2 separate regions of the Ovis aries genome follow, and region 2 is linked to region 1. Evidence: chromatin contacts called from public Hi-C data. All regions are on one chromosome and are shown on one strand. Each heading gives the region's core, a stretch centred on a gene start, on an enhancer-like site or on the middle of the called end of the contact. The rest is flanking DNA. Distances are from core to core; before and after follow the strand shown.

Region 1 (6,634 bases), core at 1,127-3,626:
TGACCAAATGAACTGTTTTATCTATTATATTAAGGGTCTGTAGAAAAATGTAGATTTCTAAGTACATTCAAGTTAGCCATTTGTTCTTAGTCCCCGTCAATTCCTAATCTCAAACTCAAATCTAACAAACTTCCATCAACATGGACCTTTGCCTAAAAACAGTTTAAATTCCTTTATTCTCTTAAATTCTTCACTATGGCAGTGTTAATTATTCTCCACACTGACCTCTCTGAAGTCTCCAAAATCAGATATTCATTCTATTGACTAGAAGCATTGTTCCAGTAGATTCTGATTTTCTGAAAGGAGCAAGTCCATTCAATAAATAATTAATGAGCACCTGCCATATTCAAGGCACTCTACTAGTTACTTTTGGGGGAACTAAAGAGGTGTAAGTGCCATCCTTACTCTCAAGGGGCTCACAATCTAATGGGAAGAGAAAAGTGTACCTATACACTTGGGGACAGAAAGAACAGACCAGAAGAAGGAAGCGTGCACGAGTCCTCAGCCCTGGCGGCATAGTGGAGTCATTTGGACAACTTTTATGAAGTGTCCAAGCCCATGCCTAGAGATGCTGATGTAATTGGTCTGACGTCTGACTTGATGACTGTTTTGGCTTATTTTTAATATTTATTCATTTCTATGTTTTTATTTAGTTGGCTGCACCTTGTCTCACGTGTGGCGTGCAGAATCTTCACTTGCAGCACATGAACTCTTAGTTTCAGCACGTAGTAGGATCTAGTTCCCTGACCAGGGGTGATCGAACCTGGGCTCCCTGCATTGGGAGCGCTTGAGTCTTATCCACTGGACTACCAAGGAAGTACCTGATATTTTTATAAACTCCTCAGAGGGTTATAAAGAGCAGCCAGGATTGAGAACCCCTGGATTAGGCCTTCTACTTTAAGTTTGACCGAACTCTCTGCATAGTACTGACAAAGACTCTCACGTGCAATCCTTAAAGCAGTTGATTCTTTTTTAAAAATAAATTATTTTATCAAAAATTATACAATGTATGCAAATAGTTTAAAGTCCAGAAAGTCAAATGGCGCTGAGGCTTACGACTAAAATTTAGCAGTCCCCATTCTCTCCATCCCCCAGTTCTTCCTGCATTTTTGACTCTTTAAATTATTTGTAGAGCATTCACACACCTTCAGTTCTCCAAATGTTAACATACTCGTATCTCTTGCTTCATCAAAAACGAATTAACTGGGACTTCCCTGGTGGTTCAGTAGTTAAGAACCTGCCTTTCAGGAAATGTGGGTTCGATCTCTGGTTTGGGAACTAAGATCCCACATTCTTTGGGGCAACTCAGTCTTCGCCCCGCAACTACTGAGCCCGTGGGCCACAACTAGAGAGTCCATTGCGCTGCAGTGAAGGATTCCGCATGACGCAACTAAGAACCGATGCAGCCAAAAATAAACCCAAAAAATGAAAACAGAAAACTAACTAATTGTGGAATTTTTTTTTCTCCCACTTAAAAGTACCCTGAAGCCCCCAAGGAAAGGCAAACAGAAGTAGGTAGTTGGAGCAACAGGAGGCAGAGGAAGCTTCTGTTCAATCCAGGGAAAGGAGAGCTGACGACTGTCAGGTTCAGACTGGCTGCCTTGGTGACCCAAGCAGTTCAGAGAGGCAGCTAAGAGCACTTTTCTAAGCCCCACCCACCTGCTCTCCCGCCTCTTGGAAAGCTGATGGGCTTTATCTGAAATGATAGCCAAAAGCATATATCCACACTTTCTCCTGGACTTACGCTTGGAGAGCACCCTACTCCACCTCCAAAATAAGCCAGTGAGGCGGGGGTGGGTTAGAAACACTGGAAGATGGACTTAAAACGAAGGATGCATTCGACGAGTAAGTTAGAGTGTTATCCTGGGAAGCCCTAAAAATTAGTTTGGCTTGAAGACTTCAGGGACGCCCTGGAGATACATTAGCAGGGATGTCACAAAATCAGTTCTGTATGTAAGGAGCACCTCTGTGACTGTTGGCTTCCCTGGTGGCTCAGGTGATAAAAGCATTTGCTTGCAATGCGGGAGAAACGGTTTCGATCCCTGGGTTGGGAAGATCCCCTGGAGAAAGAAACGGCAACCCACTCCAGTTCTCTTGCCTGGAAAATTCCATGGATGGAGGAGTCTCGTAGGCTACAGTCTATGGGGTCGCAAAGAGTCGGAGACGACTGAGCGACTTCACTTTCACTTTCACTTTTCTGTGGCTGGACAAGATGAAAGCTGGATTGGATTAGAAAACTCAGAGGCAAAGGACCCATCATAAGTCCCAGGGAAGAAGTGGAGGGGAGTGGGGAAGACCAGTGACCCCGCAAATGGAGGCCCAGTGCCAGGAGGCAGTTCTGTGGCTCCATGCTATTCTGACCGAGCCTTGATGTCCTCGCTTGTGACAGATGAAAGGGCGAAGCTGCCACCTGCTGGGGAGCAGGGAGACTCTGCTCTCTGTCCCTTCCTATACTGTTTGAAATAATTTTCAGAAGGTTGCCCTCTTTTCATAAAGCAGGTAGAGGTGTTTGATGGCTTTCGAGGCAAAACAGAGCTTATGAACTTCCTCTGACAGGGCATACTCCGGACTGAGCCCAAACACAATATTCCTCTCCAGGCCTGAAAACTGCTGAATACTGTCTAAAACAATGTGACCATCCAGAACACCAGAGGCCTGGCTGAACACAACCTTTGTGGGTCCACAGGTCTCAAATAATTCCATTGCTCTTAGCAGTGCAAGCTCATAGCGTCCTCTGTCCTCTGCTCTCCTGCACAGAATTGCTATGTCTCTGGGCAGATAGCCACACTGGAACAGGTGGTGACATCTTTCTGCCACGTGTCTCGCAATTTCTTCTGTGGTCAAGTTAGTCTCTGTCTCACACACCCCAGGCAAAGCCTGGGCACGCATTGCTTCTTCATACGAAGCTTCCCTGAACGCCGCCAGTGTGTCTGGAGACACGCTGGGGTGAGGGTTTTCCTTGATCCTCTTCATTTCTTCTTTCATGAGCATCGCTATTTCCAGAGCACAGTGGATCCCGCTGGTGATTGTTTTCCGAGGAAACTGAGCAGATGGAGGCGGAAGGCCGTTGCCATCTCCATGATGGACTTGGAAAGGGTCCAGAAAAAGCCAGAGAATCCCATGGTGTGGGTTTTCACTTCCAGCACCCCTCACCTTTGGGTGGGTGATGCTCTTGGCCTTCATGTACCAGTCACCATATTTACTGCAGAAATGCTCAGTTTCATCCATCACTATGTGCTTGATCTTTGGGAACTCCCCTCCCATGAAGGTTTTCCGGGTCACAGCTCGGCAGGTCGTTTGCTGGCTGTAAGGAGGAAGGAGAGAATAGGGCTTCAGGCATAAAAATGAAAGGAACGCCATGCATTTATGACTCTCTGGATTGGCATTCAAGACTGGCTCTCATCCAGAAGCTGATTCACTGATTCAGCAGTGTCCTGAATACTACAAAAATGCTCTTCTTACAAGGCTCCTGACATCAATTGTTGTTTAGTCACTAAGTCAGGCTTCCCAGGTGGCACTAGTGGTAAAGAACCTGCCTGCCAATACAGGAGATGTAAGAGATGGGGGTTCCATCCCTGGGTCGGGAAAGATCCCCTGGAGGAGGGCATGGCAATCCCCTCCAGTATTCTTGCCTGGAGAATCCTTTGGACAGAGGAGCCTAGTGGGCTATAGTCCATAGGGTCTCATGGAGTTGGACACGACTGAAGTGACTTAGCATGCACGCACAGTCGCTAAGTCACGTCCAGCTCTTTTGCGACCCCATGGACTATAGCCTGCTGGGCTCCTCTGTCCATGGGATTTCCAGGCAAGAATACTGGAGTGGGTTGCCATTTCCTTTTTCAGGGGATCTTCCTGACCCAGGAGTCAAACTCGTGTCTCCTGCTTGGCAGACAGATTCTTTACCACTGAGCTACCTAGAAAGCCTGACAGAATGCATATTGCAAACCCTAATCCTTGGAGCTATCAAGTTAAATCAGCATGTGAGACTTTTAAAATGAACTCAGGTAGAAGATTTTGTTATTTCTACTACAGTCCATTTCTACTGCTTAACAATCCCTAAAGATAAATTCCTTATATCTAAGGGAAATCTCAAAATGAATTTACACTTGTTACTACTATTTCTTTACTTTCTATCTTTTTTAGAGCTGATAAGCAGTCGCCTAGAGGCATATCATAATTTTCATATGAAAAAGAAATATGGGCTCCTATAAGTTCCTCTAAAGAAAACCCTCCTTTCCCACTTATTTTTAGTACAATGCCAGAAGCCTCTCTAGATTTTGGTTAGGAAAGCGTCGAGAGGTTTCTGAGTTCCATGACGTGTCAGGATGTTAGGTAGGGTACCAAGTCTACAGGGCTATGCCTCCATGAAGCTACCATCCTACTTACTTAGCTCAATTTTCATTTATAGTATATTATATCATATAAATAGATACACATGCATATATGTACTTAAAAATTTTTAGTTGTTTATCGCCTCCTCTAATTTAGATTCAAGTCATATCACCCATCCCTACAGATTTCCTGATTTTGCACATGTAGTCCCTGGGGCTTTAATCCCTTTGTCCAGAATCACAAACCCCTGAGTCACAACTATTCAAGTTCTTTTCTTTCAGTTTGCACAGTGTAGACTTCTTGAAGAAAAGCGCTGATTCTTAGCCATCTCTGTATCCCCCTCACATTGTGCTCATCGATACTTGTTCAATTTAACTTGGCTTTTGCCTGGGGTTCTCTTAAAACTTACCTATAAAGCATAAGAAAGAACATAGCTTCAGCACAGTTTAGAAGATCCTTCATTATCTGGCATCTGCCTCCTTTCCAACTTCATCGTTTGTCACACACCCGCAGCTCCTCACTGCTCCAGGCAGACCTACCATTCTGATTCATCTCCATGCCTTTCTATTTGCTGCGTCCTTTGCCCAAAGAGCCCCCAATTAATGCACTCCTCCTATTGACCTCTTAAAAAAGAAGTCAGGATGTCCTTCATTGGAGAGTATTTGCTGACCAAACTACAGCCTAAGCTAAGTTTAAGCACATCTTTACTATCATACTAATTATACAACATTCCCATTGCTTATTTTTCTCTTTGTCTGTCTTACTGGGCTTTACGGCAAGGTCTTCAACATATTTTCCTCCTCTAACACTAAACGTACACTGCATCTAGCATATAAATGGTGCTCACAAAAGATTAGCTTGAGAAATAAGTCAAACAAACCACAAACGAAAAGCCCTCATGCGCTTTAGTAAAACAGCCAATTTCTTTTACTAAACTGAAAGCTAAAAATTTAAATCAGAAGCAAACGTGCATGGTTTCTAAAATGACTGAATCAGAATAAGTCAAACACATAAAAATATTTTATAAATGAAATCAAACAGCATTTAAAATCAAGTTCGTGTTAGGTAGAATGTCTAATTGACTGAAATACCCTATGAAAGCATATCAGTACCCTATTAAAACATTAAATATCAAGCAGAAAGCATATGTGAAGCAAGATGGATTCGTGTCAGCCTTTCTTAAGTTTAAGGCCGTAGACTGTGGGGAAAACTTTCTAGTTCTACAAACTGAAAATTATGCCTATGTGGCTAATTGATGAGATGTTTAAGCGTGAACACTGCAAAGTGCTCTTTTCTAGCTCAGCTGCTTGATCACTTGCAAATATACACATAGTTTGGGCTCTCACCTGTATGCATCAAAGGCATTACACAATCTTACACTAAAGACACAGATTACTGGTGCAATGCTGTTGAAAGACTGACTAAATATATTTATTGTGTTTAGTTAGTGAGGTTCTTACGTCACGAAATCCTTTAAGGAGTCACTTTCGCAAACATAGAGGATCTCCTTGGGCTTGCAGTGGAATACGTCCTTAATTTTCTCCATGATCTTTATAGCCAGCACTGTCTTTCTGGTTCCTGGAAAGCAGTGGACGAACAGTTCTCGGGTCTCCTGAAGGCTCTGTGAAAGCAACTCACACTGCTCCACTACGAGCAAATTGGAAAACTCACAGCCCACTTGGTCGCTCAGAAGGGATCGAGAGCACAGCGAGACCATGATAAGTGCCTGCAACAATTTTTCCATTTCGTCCTCATCAGCAAGCCTGTAGGGTTGGGGATAGCGCAAGGCGATTTCTCTGGGTTTGCACTGTGTGCCGGGCAGGTGCAACAGCCTCGGAATGACACACACTTTCCCCGTGTAACCACCAACAGTTCCCAGTTTCTGCTTTAACTGACGAGCAGTGTTCTGGGCATACCCCAGACCCCCAGTCCACGTGGGGTCTGTTAAGATGGTATAGAGTACCGGGGGGCTATTCACCGCTATTAGGAGAGCATCACACAGGACATACTGCTCCTTCCTTAAGCCGACATCACTCGCCCAGCTTCTGGAAACTATCACAAACCCCTGAGAACAAGGATCTATCTGTGTCTTCATTAATTCCTCCAGTCCTTTATGATCTGAGAAGAGCTTCTTACAGAGGGATTCTGGTTTAAATTGAATCTTTTCCCGTGTCACTGAAAATTCAAGGAATAGAGGTTACTAACATTTATAAAAGGACATTTAAGTATTCCCACGACCTCATAATGAAGTAAGCCTAGCCACGGAACTGTGACTAGGATAAGTTTCCTTATCTGCAAATAA
Region 2 (6,932 bases), core at 2,941-5,440, 110 kb before region 1:
GATGAATATAAATAAGATGAACTCAAAGTACTTCAGGTGAAAAAAAGATTCATTTGTTCATATATTTTGTCAATACAGGGAAAGAGTTGACATTGTTAGAACTAGTGTTCAAACATTGTCATCCAGATTCTTTTTTTTCTGTGTGAGGGTGTTTTTCTGTCTCTCACCCCCCACATCTTGGTTTTTATTTCCTCTGGGTTGGGCTTAATATCTGGCAAGCTCTTTCCATGTGGTGAGATAGTCCCCAGAAGCTCCATAGTTTTGGAAAGCTCCAGATTGCCATAGTTTTTGTTTGTTTGTATTTTTTTCCCCTGTGACTTGTGGGGTCTTAGTTCCTTGACCAGGGTTTGAACCTGGGTCCTTGGCAGTGAAAGCACAGAGTTCTAACCACTGGACCGCCAGGGAATTCCCACACAGTTGTTATAGTTCATAATTATGCAAGAGAAGAGAAAGGATCATTCTCAGTGATCCAGCAAAATTCCCAGAGACGACTCTGATATGTCTAGCATGCATCACATTTCCATATAGCACATTAACAGAATGAGGAAAAAAATGATTATTTTAATAGAGGCAGGGAAAACACTGGATAAAATTAAACAACTCATGATAAAAATTTCAGTAAACTAAAATTAGGAGACTCCTTTAGTCTGGTAAAGATTATCTACATAAAAGCTACAATTCAAATGATATTTGAAATCCACCTGAGATTAAGAATGAGACAATACTTGCTATTACCAATTTGATTAGGCTTTATATTGGAGGTTAAACTAGTACAATAAGAAAAGGAAATGAAAAGCATAAAGACCGAAAATCAAGAAACAAACCTTTCAAATTATTCATACAACAGGTCTGTACATGTATATGGGAAAAGTCTACAGATAAACTCAGAAATAATAAGTGAATTTAGATACAAGGTCAGTTTACAAAAATCAATTCTGTTTCTGTATACCTGTAGTGATTAGGAAATTTAAATGTAAAAATGATGCCATTTACAATAACATAAACCACATCAAATACCTAGGAATGAATCATGTGAAAGATGTTGAAGGGCTCTACATAGAAAACTATAAATTATTATTTAGAGAAAGAAAAGAAAGCCTACATAAGTGAGAGGCATTACCGCAATCATGGACTGGAAGGCTCAACATTACATTGGATATGCAAATTCTTTACAAATTGACATAAGGATTTCATTAAATGCTAATCTAATCTGAGCCTTTGGGGGACAGAGATTGAAAAGTTGTTTCTAAAGTGTATATGAAGCACCTCCCTGGCAGGCCAATGGTTGAGACTCCTTGCTTTCACTGCAGAGGGCGTAACTACAATCTCTGGTGAGGGAACTAAGATCTTGCATGCCCCATGGATGGCCAGAAAGTTAAATAAAGAAATAAATGAAGTCGAGAACAGCAATGCCTATCTATCTAGAAGAAGAAGAAAATTGGAGCAAACATCGTGAACAGGCATGTCATAAAAGAGGCCAATAAGTATATGAAAAGATGCTCAATCTCACTAGTCATCAAGGAAATGGAAAATGAAAGTAATGTGAGATGCCATTCTAGACTTATCAGAATGGCTAATATTAAAAACACTGACAAAATCAAGTGCTGGTGAGAATGTGGAGTCACTGGACCTCTTACACACTGCAGGTGGGAATTTCAATTACTACAACTGCTTAAGAAAATGTATTTGGCAGTATCTCCTAACAGAGCCAGCAACTCTTTCAAGTACAGAGTCAACAGAAATAGATATTTATATGCACTAAAAAGCATGTAGGCAACAAAAGAGAAAATTTCAATCACGGCTCCAAAGTGGAAATAATCCTAATGTCCATAGAATATGGATAAGTTGTTCCATCCTCATATGAGAGAAGATGACCCACCAATTTAAGTGAATAAACTACTGCTACACACAAGGAGGTAGCTTACATAATATTTCGTGAAAGGTGCTAGACTTAACACCATGTATTGTATAGAGAATGATTCCATTTGAAATAGGTTCAAAACCAGGCAAACTAGCTTATGGTATTCAAAGTCAGGATACTGTTTACAGTACTTGTAGGGAAGAGGTAGTGGAGAGTGATGGAGAAGGACTCTAAGAGAGCGTCTAATTTTAAGTCTGGATGGGTTCACTTTCATCAAGCTTATGATTTGTGCACTTTTCTGTATGTTATTTCATTCTCTGGTGGCTCAGACGGTAAAGACTCCGTCTGCAATGAGGAAGACCTGGGTTCGATCCTTGGGTTGGAAGGGTCCCCTGGAGAAAAGAATGGCTACTTACTCCAGTATTCTGGCCTGGAGAATTCCATGGACTGTACACACAAAGAGTCAGACATGACTGAGTGACTTTCACTTCAAAAAGTGAATACTGTTTTTCTCCTGATTGTGAGGATTACATAGAAGAATTGATCTCAAGCAACTGGTGCGTAGTATATGACTACTCAATATTAGTTAGTTCCCTTCCTTTCGTCTGATTAATATTCCCTGTTCCTTAGGGTACAGCGCCCCAGTTGACTGCTGTGTACTTCAACAGGTCAGTCAAGGGAATGCGAGACTGGTGAGTAAGCCAGTTCATATTTGCAAATTCACTCAAGGAATGGCAGCCACCTGGCCTCGGTGTGTTTAGGAAATGTAAGGGTTCTGGGCAGGAGAGCTAGCGGTGGTGAAATGGAGAAGCATCCATTCACTGAGTTTCCAAGGCAAAGTGGCCGCAGGGCCATAAAAGCAGGAGCTGGAGCTGGAGCTGGGATTGCACTCAATGACACCGGAACCTTACGTATTGCTTACTTTCCCAGAAGTGCAGTTTCCCATGACCTCCCCCTGCAGCCTTCTTAGGCCTGTCACCTCCTTCTTCGGTGTGGTTCTGCCAAAAGCCACTTTGGCAGTGATCTTTGAGGTTCTGAGGTCTGTGGGTTTCCCTCTTACTGCTGAAGTTCAAAATCCAAGCCACTGAAACATCAGGGTAATAGATTTCCTTGTGGTTCATAAAAGATTTCGTGTTTTATGAAAGGTTTTAGTGCAAACAGCCACACCACTAGCCAAGGCTCTGGGATCCAATGTAGGTAGGTGAGTTCTGGGTCTTGGGGAGAAATAAAGTGAAAATCGCTCAGTCATGTCTGACTCTATGCAACCCCATGGACTATACAGTCCGTGGAATTCTCTAAGCCAGGATACTGGAGTGGGTAGCCTTTCCTTTCTCCAGGGGATCTTCCTGACCCAGGGATTGAATTCAGGTCTCCCGTATTGCAGGTGGATTCTTTACTAGCTGAGCTATCAGGGAAGCCCAAGGGTAGAAACAGCCTCCTGAAATCATTTTACAGTGGGCTGTGTTCCAAATGATGGCCTGTGAGCTACTGTCTTTGAAGTCGTTGAAAACACCAGCATTGGATGGGGTGGGCAGGAGGAGATTTCTTCTCCCATTTACTCGTGGTAGGAGTGAGGGCTAGAAAATGAATCTCTAGGGCAGAGACTGTATCAGGGAGCAAGGGGGTTGCTTAAAAATGGGTTGAGGATTGTTCCCTGGGGTCTGGGAAGGGCAAGTGTTAGGACATAGTTCAGGGATTATTGGGTTACTGCTCCTAAGAGTTGGTTGTTGTTTAGTCACTGAGTCATGTCCCGACTCTTTTTGTGACCCTGTGGACTGTAGCCCACCTGGCTCCCCTGTCCATGGGATTTCCCAGGCAAGAATACTGGAGTGGGTTACTATTTCCTTCTCCAGGGGATCTTCCCAACCCAGGGACTGAACCCGAGTCTCCTGCACTGGGGCAGGCGAAGAGCCGCCTGAGAAGCCCCTGTGATACAAATCCCGAACACCTACCCACCCACCCAAAGAGCATAGTTCCCATGACATTCCGACTCCTTCCTTTTTGTCTCTCTTGAAAATCCACCACCAAGCTTGGGGACTTCACTCCAGTGAAATTCTAAGTGTTGCCAGGTTTTCATGTAAGATTCTTGTTGTGGTGTGGGTAGCTGTGACTGTTGTTGGGGTGTGGGTAGCTGTGATTGGTGGATGACTCATATAGCCATCCATGGTTACCAGTTACACTGAGTTGTAACCCCATTTTTGCTTTCTGTACGACAAAGTTTTGTAAACATACTCTTAAAAAAAAAAGTAATAGAGACCATGGGAAAGAACGAAGGAGCTCGGCTGTCAACGGCAGGTGGCAGTGCAGGGCGCACGCTGGCCGGCACAAGGGGAACCGAGCCGCCAGTTTCTTGGGGATGGTGTGACAGTTCCAAGTATCACACCAGCAGGGAAGGTCAGCAGCGCTTCCTGGGTAAGAAATGTTCATTTAAATGAAACATGAACTCTCAGACTCTTAGGAAACTTAGCAGAAGCACAAGTTTTATTATCTCCATGCACGTGGGAGACAGGAAGAGCTTCTTCTCCCGGCTTGAAAAAGCAGATTTGTAAGTGCGTATCCCTTCCAGGAAAAAGGTGTCAGTTTAAATGTTATCAGCACTGTACATCATTTAGTTAAAAGAAACCAATCAGACTCTTTAGCAGTTTGTGATTACTTTCATAGGAGACACCATCAGTCTCTGAATTCCAGGGGTCTATACAATTCTCCTTTGTCAGAATAGCATTTAGAAAGGCAGCTTTCTGAGTCATATCTGCTTTTTATGCAGCTGTTAAGGTATAGGAGGTCTTCCCTAGTGGCTCAGATGGTAAAGAATCCACCTGCAGTGCAGGAGACCTGGGTTCTGAGTTGGAAAGATCCCCTGCAGAAGGGAATGGCTACCCACTCCAGTATTCTGGCCTGGAGAATTTTATGCCCAGAGGAGCCTGGCAGGCTACAGTCCATGGGGTCACAAAGAGTCAGACACGACTGAGCGACTTTCACTTTTCACTTTAAGGGACAGGAAGATATTATCGGCTTATCTTGCTGAGTTTTTGTTCTCCACCCAGTTCAGTAATTATCCAAACCAAGCAGTGTAGCCTCACTAATTGCTTTGGAGAAAATGAATGCTAGACTCCAAAACTCAAAACTTAGAACATGCAGGGAGAGGTCAGGACGGGATTTTATTATTATTTGACTGTAGATTCTGCAGTGTTTTATATTCACAGGACTGCCAAGGATCTGGGACTATAAAACACAGATGGTATCAGAGGCCCAGGATATATGGGGGAAAACAGGAGACAAGCACATTGTCTTAATACTTTCCAGATAATTGGAAATAATTTTTTATAAAATTAAAAGATCAAAGTTGCCCAAGCACTTGGTACTGAAAGTCAAATAGTTCTCGAGGCTTATGATAGAATCAGTACACGCCTGTTCCACTCCTCTCGCTGCTCCTAGAAGTGATCACCTTGAAGTTTCTTTTGGATACACTTTTCTGTAGGTGCAGTTTGGGGCTTCACATGGGCATTTATCTATTTACTTCCTGAAGATTTAGTTCAGTTACACTCCCTCCTGTCTTCCCCTCCCCATATCCTGCCAAGGTGCTTTTATCACCGTTTTGGGTTAGAGCAAACTTCAGTGTATACCTTATTTTCACTCTTTTCACAGCTGTGTTAGGTGATAGCCTATGTGTACATTTCATTTCCTGTACAATTTTCTGCTTTGCTCAGAATTTATAATCATCTGACTTTTTGTCTGTTTAATTTTATAAGTATCTAATTTATCCCAAATTCTCTGCCTCATACAAGGAAACTTTTTGTTGGTGCTGTTAATCAAATGCATTAAGTATATTATCAATTAACATCAATTTCTATTAGGACATATGCCCCCTGAGCCCTTTCCCCTGGGATCCTACCTGGGGCCTCTCTGGGCTCACTCCTGGGTTCTCCCTTCATGTACATCCTGTTTTTGTTTGTTTTGCTTTTCCCCGGGGCTATATCCTTATTTCCTCAGTCACGCTGCTGCAGAAGTAATGGGCGGTAACAGGGTCAGGGAAATGTTTCGGGCACCAGAGTTTCCCTGTACGTGCTTTGAAAGTCTCTCCAATCCATTTAGCCTTTAAATTTTCTCGGTTTATACTTTGATGAAACAAAATCTCTAATATTTTTAGGAAAAAAAAATTGCCTATCACCAAATTATTATTTTTTCTTTAAGCCTGAAGGAATAAGAGATGGTGATACAGTCTGCTGGGGTTCCCCTGACAAACAAGACTTAAGACCTACTATGCATGGAAGAGAGCTTTCAGTTTGAACACAGTTACTTTACCAATAAACACAAAATCGGTTTAAACTAAAGGTTGCAATACATGGGGAAAAACTTTAATGCTTTGAAAGCTAGATGTCTCAGATGGGAAGTTTTTCCCCCTAGTAGTTCCACTACACTTTTTTTATTTGGCCACGCTGCAGTTTGTGGGATCTTAGTTCCCCAGCCAGGAAACTGAACCCAGGCTCTTGGCAGTGAAAGTGTGGAGTTCCAAACAGTGGCCCACCAGGGAATTCCCTATTGTTGTTGTTTTTATGGGACTTTTTCTAAATAATCTTCAAGCATCCTTTAGTACACAAGTCACAAATATGACTTTTCACAAAGGATGTTTCCATTAGACAAGTGTATGTGATTGTGAGAGTTTTGGTCTTCATTTACATATAGATTCTGAGAATCCACCCACCCCACCGTGATATCCTGACACCTGCTACCTTTTTCTGAACCAGCCTTGTCAAGGTCGCTGTTAATGTACAGTTTGCTCTATACAGCTCACCAATGTTAATATACTGTTGTACTCCTTACCAGGCACTGGACACCCCACCTGGAAACACCCACATCCCTGGGCTTCCCTGATATAACTCTCACAAAAGTTTCCATCTTAAAGGGTACAGTTCAATAGTGTTAAGTATATTCAGATTGTTGTCGAATACGGCACAGCTGTTTCATTTTGCAGAACTGAAACTCTACCCATTAAGGAACTGTGACTCATTTCTCCCCTCCTCCCGGGCAATCACTCTTCTCCTTCTGTTTCTATGAATGTGAGTACTCCAGG

Evidence for each region. A called contact is a pair of places that touch in the nucleus more often than the background predicts.
Region 2: a Hi-C map of blood shows a contact between it and region 1, with 7 times the contacts expected there. The contact joins two enhancer-like sites. A contact is called at or near these places in 8 of 16 Hi-C or Micro-C datasets (blood, hypothalamus, liver and 5 more).

What each region holds. Positions count from the first base shown.
Region 1 is chr11:14,511,638-14,518,271 of ARS-UI_Ramb_v3.0, reverse strand. It overlaps LOC101113085 (protein SLFN14), which reads right to left. Exons shown (of 5, transcript XM_042255407.2): 4 at 5,793-6,507; 5 at 1-3,304. The coding sequence ends at 2,470. Among named protein-coding and RNA genes, the nearest start is that of PEX12, 26 kb to the right of the region's middle. Within about 2 kb of position 2,376, at least 14 of the 54 cell types and tissues checked have an H3K27ac peak or open chromatin away from gene starts, as enhancers often do.
Region 2 is chr11:14,626,774-14,633,705 of ARS-UI_Ramb_v3.0, reverse strand. No RefSeq gene overlaps it. Among named protein-coding and RNA genes, the nearest start is that of UNC45B, 34 kb to the left of the region's middle. Within about 2 kb of position 4,190, at least 7 of the 54 cell types and tissues checked have an H3K27ac peak or open chromatin away from gene starts, as enhancers often do.